2 separate regions of the Sus scrofa genome follow, and region 2 is linked to region 1. The links are chromatin contacts, called in public promoter capture Hi-C maps. All regions are on one chromosome and are shown on one strand. Each heading gives the region's core, a stretch centred on a gene start, on an enhancer-like site or on the middle of the called end of the contact. The rest is flanking DNA. Distances are from core to core; before and after follow the strand shown. Region 1 overlaps ZBTB20 (zinc finger and BTB domain-containing protein 20). Region 2 holds the start of TIGIT (T-cell immunoreceptor with Ig and ITIM domains).

What was found. Promoter capture Hi-C pulls out the DNA fragments that hold promoters and counts their contacts.
Region 2: a contact with region 1 is called in a promoter capture Hi-C map of liver, with 3 times the contacts expected there. The contact joins the promoter of TIGIT here to the enhancer-like site in region 1. A contact is called at or near these places in 1 of 5 promoter capture datasets (liver), 5 of 47 Hi-C or Micro-C datasets (embryonic fibroblasts, fetal skeletal muscle, heart right ventricle and 2 more) and 1 of 2 datasets of contacts at active chromatin or transcription factors (skeletal muscle).

What each region holds. Positions count from the first base shown.
Region 1 is chr13:145,647,648-145,650,968 of Sscrofa11.1, reverse strand. It overlaps ZBTB20 (zinc finger and BTB domain-containing protein 20), which reads right to left. Exons shown (of 10, transcript XM_021071270.1): 10 at 1-3,321. Among named protein-coding and RNA genes, the nearest start is that of DRD3, 120 kb to the left of the region's middle. Within about 2 kb of position 1,863, at least 17 of the 83 cell types and tissues checked have an H3K27ac peak or open chromatin away from gene starts, as enhancers often do. A contact at or near this core is called in liver, retroperitoneal adipose tissue and subcutaneous adipose tissue, where this site is marked.
Region 2 is chr13:145,797,432-145,800,752 of Sscrofa11.1, reverse strand. It overlaps TIGIT (T-cell immunoreceptor with Ig and ITIM domains), which reads left to right and starts at 1,729. Exons shown (of 7, transcript XM_003358804.4): 1 at 1,729-1,863. All of the region lies in intron 4 of DRD3 (D(3) dopamine receptor), which reads right to left.

The DNA of each region.
Region 1 (3,321 bases), core at 614-3,113:
GTAATGATTTTGCTGGGCAATAGCAAACTTCTGTTGCAAAAGTAGTAGAAACAGATGTCTTCTAGGGGGTTAATTTTTTTTTTCCTGTCTTGGGTGTATCAGAATCTCATTGAAGCATTTTGAATCAAGGAAACCTCTGAGCTGGCAAGAGGGCTAGTTAGGGACTTTTTATACCCTAATTAGGCATCTCAAGAGCCAGGACTCCCGGAACTGTGGCAAAAATTTCCCTCCAATCTGCAGACTGTGCTCCTTCACTGAAGACTCGAAAGTTGTGAGTTTGCATTTCAACAAAGAACCACCAGATAAACCAGATGCTCACTGAAACTGAGAAAAAAAAAAAAAAGTTCAGAGATATACACTGTACAGGAAAAGAAAGCTTTTTGCTGAGATTGTTCTCCCTGTTAAGCACATGATTAAAACTGGCATCTTAGGCACCTGTGATCCTGTCTTATGCAACTCACTATTTGGCTAATAGGATGTCTGTTTTCTATCCAGCCCAGACCTATGTCACTGAGATAGGACAGGAAATAGCAGCCACTTCCTGAGTGTAGCCAGTTCTGGACAAGTTTGGTGCCTCCCCCCAAAGTCACTGTTTCCATCATTTTCAGTCACGAGTGGGGCTCATTTTTTTTGATAATATAACCATTAAGAAGCAAGAAATGGCCATGTCTTCACACCCTTACAGTTTCTCTATCTTCTATTCTCTTCCCTGGGCTTTCTGATTTAAGGCAGTAATTCTTTACTATAAGTGGCTTCCTGCCAAAATACTTTAACTGAGGTCACTTCAGATTAGATTTAGTCTGAAAGTATTCGGTTTTTGGAGCAATAGGCTGGGCCTGAAGAACCACTGGAACCTAGGCATTTCGGCCAGCGGTGTGAAAAAGTGATGTTTCTTGTTTCAACTCAGGGCATCATTTTCACCCCTCGTTCAGTAAAACACACAGGCCTGAAAAGAAACCTGTGTAGCCCTCATCTTCTACCTCTTTACTCTAGAAAGAATTGAAACAGACACTAGTGTGTCACACCATCTTCTGGGATCTGTTAATGGGTACTGCTGACCGCTATGGATTCGGTGTTCCAGAAGAAAAAAAATATTCAGAGACTTAGAAAAATCTTTGGGGTGTTCTGGTCAGGCTAATCGTCTTAGTACCTAGTGCCAGAAATGATGCTTTGGGTTTGTAATTTCCAGGCTTTGTGCTTACAGGAACACTGAGTCATCACAGCTTTCCTTCTTGGGGAGATTTAAGCAGTATCTGAAATGCAAACTACACAAACAGCTCTTGGGAATATGAAAATATCCTCTCTCTAGGGCAAGAGCGCCTCCGAGGTGCCCCTTTTCTGTTGCCATACGTGGTCTGAGCACAGGGTAGAGACTGCTTTGGAAAGTTTGCCCTGGGTCATCTACTTCCTGGGCACCTAGGAGAACAGGCCCTTTCTTCATGAAAACACAGAAGAGAAAGCAGCTGCCGCTGCTCCCCCCATGAGGTTGCCTCTGGCACAGGGGGAGCCTGATGGCAGGTCAGCTCAAGCACTCTTTACATGCTCCAGACCGAGAGGCACTGGGTTGCCTTGCTTTTCTGTGAAATTAGGGAGCCTATTGAAATTCTGATGCGCCCCTTTCCTTTTGTTTGACACCAAGTCACATGGTTCTGCCTTTAGTGTCCCATTTTTCTCTTTCTAAAATTTCTTTTTCTGGGGGACAAAATTGGTCATTTAAATAAAGTTCTTTTATAGTGAGTAAAGAGGGTTCTCAGAGCCAGAAATCACTCAAAAGAAAGTCTGTCGACCCTACCCATGGAAAAGCCCAGAGAGTTCTCTAAATACCTCTTGCCAAACCTCCTAGTGCTGTGATTGGATGTTTTCTGGCTTCACATTATTGGGTGCTGAATGCATTTTGCAATCCTTCTGTTCTCTTCCCCAGGGCTCCCAGGACCCTGGACTTCAACTCAAGACTACATTCAAGAATTCTTTCAGAAGATTTCTTTTAAGAGTCAGGTCACAACCGAAAGGGCACCCTCCCTTCTCCTAAACCCCAAGGGCATCTCGGGTTGGGCCTGCTCCTCCCTTGCACCCTCTTTTTGCCCCAGCAACACACTGGCTACAGCAGATGCAGACCCCATGTAGTTAGCTGATACCTTTGCTGCAGGATCACACATCACGTCTCTGCTCCTGGCCCCAAGTGATTAAATAACATCTTCTAGAACAACTGAGGAAGGCTCTAGAATGGGTATGACTCCTGGGAATCCTGGCCAGATCTACCTCATTGCCCCCTTTCCTAAGGGCCATGTATTGGGAGCGTTCTGGAGCAGCCACACCAAGGACACGACAGGAACTCTTATTATGTTTCCTTGGGGCTCTGAGGGATTTTAGAAGTACATATCACTTTCAACTTCTGTGCTGAGGGAAACCACTCATTCAGGGCGTGGGCTGGGCCCACACTGTCAGTGTGTAATTCAGATGGAGTACAGGTAGGCAAAGGCATCATCAGCAGTTAGGTGGAACAAACACACCCAAGGGAAATTTGCTCTTTTCCTACCACAATGCACAAATTCTAACTGTCCGTGGGTTGAAAGAAGTTTTCTTGGTCCTTATAGAATGTTGAGCTGATATAAAATAAAATCCCTGTGCCTTATAAACAAAGCAAATCCAAGCCTTTCTTTCTAAGGCCAGGAGCTACTATGACCTCCGAGAGGCCTAGGAAGAAGGAATGGGCTTCGGCTGGAACAAGAGCAGGAAATTATCTACCGTACTTACTCATGGCACAAACAGATGTGGAGCATTAGGAATTTGGGGAAGGAAAAGTCTATAAATGCTGTTATTAAGAGCTAAAGTTTACCAAACTGTATACTAAGAAATGTTTTGATGTAGAAACTTTTAGTTCAGATTTTTTTTTTTTTTTTTGGCCTGGCTTGTTTCTCAGTCTTTTTCCATGTTTAGATTTGTATCAGATCCATGTGTCCATACTCCCTCCTTTTTGGGGCTCTATTTTACACATTTGGGGCTTTGGAGGTTACAAATATTGGCATTTATTATATTAATGGGGAAAAATTGCCTGCTCTGCTGAGATGCTACCTATGTTTTTAGTGCTGGGAAATTTTATTTTTAGTAGACTTTATCTAAATGTCTTGAGATAAACCTTCCTCTTTGGTTTTTATCCTATCCTTTGTTCAGCTAATCCAGTTTATATCATAAATTGCTAAAAATAATGTACTTTTTCATACCAGCTCTTGTTCTCAGTATTCATCCTAAGAAATCTTAAATCTGGAACATTTGCTTCAATTTCATCTATTTTCCTTTTTTCTGGGTACTGAAATTTTTTTT
Region 2 (3,321 bases), core at 480-2,979, 150 kb before region 1:
TGGCACTCCTCCAGGCCTCTCATTCTCCTCAGGACTTTAGGCTCTGCTGGGGCAGTGAGCTGGGGCTTCAAGGCCGATATGTCCACCAGGGCTGGCCCCTAAGCAGAGATCCCTGAGGCTCCTTGAGAGGCTGAACCTTGAGTCCTGCAGCTGTCATGGCCAAACAGTTGTTGAGGGTCGGGAAGGAAAGGTTTGATAAAATTCCTAATGTCCAGACCTGCAGCTGGGCCCAGACCCCTCATTTACATAATGGCTCTTGATGTAAAAGAAGCTGACTATCCCATACATTCAGTGGTTTCAGTGGTGTGCTGTTAAATACCTGATATTTGGCTCTCCAGGTGAAAAAAAAGCCCTAATTTACATAATTTGTCAATTTCTGTGGTACAGTTACTCCCATCCTTGTCGGTTTCAAGTTACACCACAGGATTAACAACTGGCTTAAAAAATTCCTCAGATTTGGCCAATCCTCTCTCACTAGCCATTAGGAACTGACTCCAAGGCCACCACTGAGGAGTTCCCATTGTGGCTCTGAGGGTTAAGAACCCGACATAGTGTCTCCAAGGATATGGGTTTGATCCCTGGCTTCCCTCAGTGGGTTAAGGATCTGGTAATGCCGCAAGTTGTGGCTCAGGTTGTAGATGCAGCTTGGATCTGGTGTTGCTGATGCTGTAGGGTACAGCTCGCATTTGACCCCTGGCCCCGGGGAACTTCCAAGTGCTGCAGGTGCGGCCCTGAAAAATAAAAAAATAATAAACAAGCCCACCACTGAGAGCTGCACACTTGCCTAGCTATGCTTCAGCATCCAGCAATTTCTTGGAGGTTCTCATTAATTCAATAAGTCAGTGAGTGTAGGGAACTGACTTCATTTTACAAAGGAGGAATCAGAGCCATAGAGAGGCTGCACGATGGAACCAAGTTCCCATAGCTGGGGGCAGTGCAGACTCTGAGGTCAGGTGTCTCTTGAGTGCCCTCTCCTTGTAAAGGGCATTGCAAGTCTTCCAGGCCTTGTGAGGACAAGGGCTTCCCCAGCAAAGGTAGCATTGACAGGTGTATTATGAGGGCACCAGGGCCATCCAGAACAGAGCTTCCTCAATTAGTTTGATTCTATTCATTGTCTGGGGGTCCCGTTAAAATACATATTCCAAGGCCACCCCCTTGGATATTTGGTCCAGTCTAGAAGTGTGGTCCAGTCTAGAAGTGTGTATTTTTAACAAGCAAGAGGATTATGATTAGGCAAGCTGGAGAAAGAGCCTGGGGGAAAATTTCTGCGTCAAAAATTCTTGCTAACTTGGGTAAGAAGTGAGAGATGAGACTACACTGACCCTGTTACATTTATATTTTTTCTTCTTAATTTTAAAACATGATTAAATATTTCGAATAAATGAGCTCCCCCACCTCCATTTGCTTCCCAGGTTTTTCCGCCAGGAAGCTGGCATAGGAGCTGAGGCACGGAGGCTGTTCCGAGATTGACCAGCGGAGGGCACCATAATGCAGCAAGAACCCCGCCAGCGCGGCGGGGTGAGAAGTTCACTGCTCACCTGGGGGCTCTCCAGGCCTGGTGGGGAGGCGGAGAGGGAAGGCTCTCCCCCTCTTCCCGGTTCCTGCCGCCCTACAGGGACTCCGAATTCCCACTCGAGCAGACTGCTCAGCCTCCGGTCTCCTCCCTGATCGGTCGAAGAAGACTGACCTCAGGCGAGGGCAGGGCTGGGCGCCGGCCCAAGGCGCTCACCCGGCTCTTCCGGGTCTTTGGCCAGTGCGCGCCAGCGCGCTCTTCCCCGGGTCGCTGCCTGGCCAGGCTCCAGCCCTTTGAGCTCCTAGTTTCTGGGTCCCTTCTGGCCGCTACACTGGCTGTGTGCACAGTGGGTAAGTCAATGGACCTTGGAGACAGACTAATTAGCGTCTGAATCCCACTTGGCCTGTCGCTTAACCGTGTGGCCAGGGACCAGATATTTGACTTCTTTGAGACTCAATTTCCTCCTCTGCACAATGGGGATAATGATTCTGCCCGATAGGGCTGTTAACGGATATTGAATGAGATTATCCCTGTGAGATTTTTTTCTCAAAATATCCGGTATATACTAAAGAATTCAAAAAACAGTGTTATTATTTTTATTATTATTGTCATTTTTACTGTGCTAGGCCAAGGGGTCTGTGATTGTTCATATCAATAAGTTCACGGGTGTCTGCCCCTTATTCCTGATTATCAGGGAACATTAAATTTATTTGTTTAACAAACACACAAGTATAAAGCACTTTTTATGTGCTGGGCAACTGTTCAAAGTGCTTTACAAATATTAACTCATTTAATCTTCATAACGACCCTTTTGCTATTATCTCCACTGAACAGATAAAGGAACTGAGGCCCAGAGAGGTTAACTGACTTGCTCAATGTCACATTGTTATTAAGCGGTAGAGCCAGGATTTCCAGCCAGGCAGTGTGGCTCAGAGCTAGAGGGGCCTGGAGTATGGCTAAGGGCCTCTAAGGCAGTGATCTGGAGTAGAAAGATGCTGACTGAATCCTTACTTCTGTACCCATCAGCTGTGCCATCTGGGCAAGCTTACCTACACAGTCTAGAATCATAAAGATCTTTACTTATACAGAATGCAGATAATACACCTACCTTGCTAGGGCGTTGTGAGGATTAGCAATAATGACAAGCTCTTGCCTGGCACACACTACATGCTAAATAAATGGTAGCTAGTTCTACTCTTGCTGCTTTTAGATTCACTCAAGTTAGGATTAGCATGGAGGTAGCCAGGGCACTGAAGACAAAGGAAATGTGCCTGGTTTACTCCCAGGAAATTGCGCCTAGAGGGGTGGCCTGCCTTCCTGGATGGTGGCTCCTCTCTCAGCGTCCCATCCCCATCTCCACCAGTAAAGAGGCCACTTGATGAAAAGGACGTAGGAGTGGTGTGGGAGACTCCAGTTTCTAGTCCCAGAACTAACAGGCTGCAGGACCCCTGGGAGCATGTGACATTTCTGCACAAATGAATTAAACTATGATGCCCCTTCTGACTCTCAGTTCTGGGACTGGGGTTCATGGGCTTGTCACTCTACTGAGAGTCTTAGGATCCCTGTAGAAGGTGACCTCAGCCTGGAGCTCTATCCTGGGGAGGGAGGTGTGTGTGTGGGGGAACTGGCGAGAGTGCCTCCAGAGGAAGCTGCAGAGGGGGAGGAAGGAGGCTGGGCTGGTGGGAGGGCCTGAGTCTAACTCCCCGCCTGGGTTTAATGAGCCCCAGGCTCGGTGAGGGCTGCTTTTCACCACCTTTTATTTGGTCAGACAGGGGGCTCAATAAATCTTTAGTTCTGTGGACTCCCCT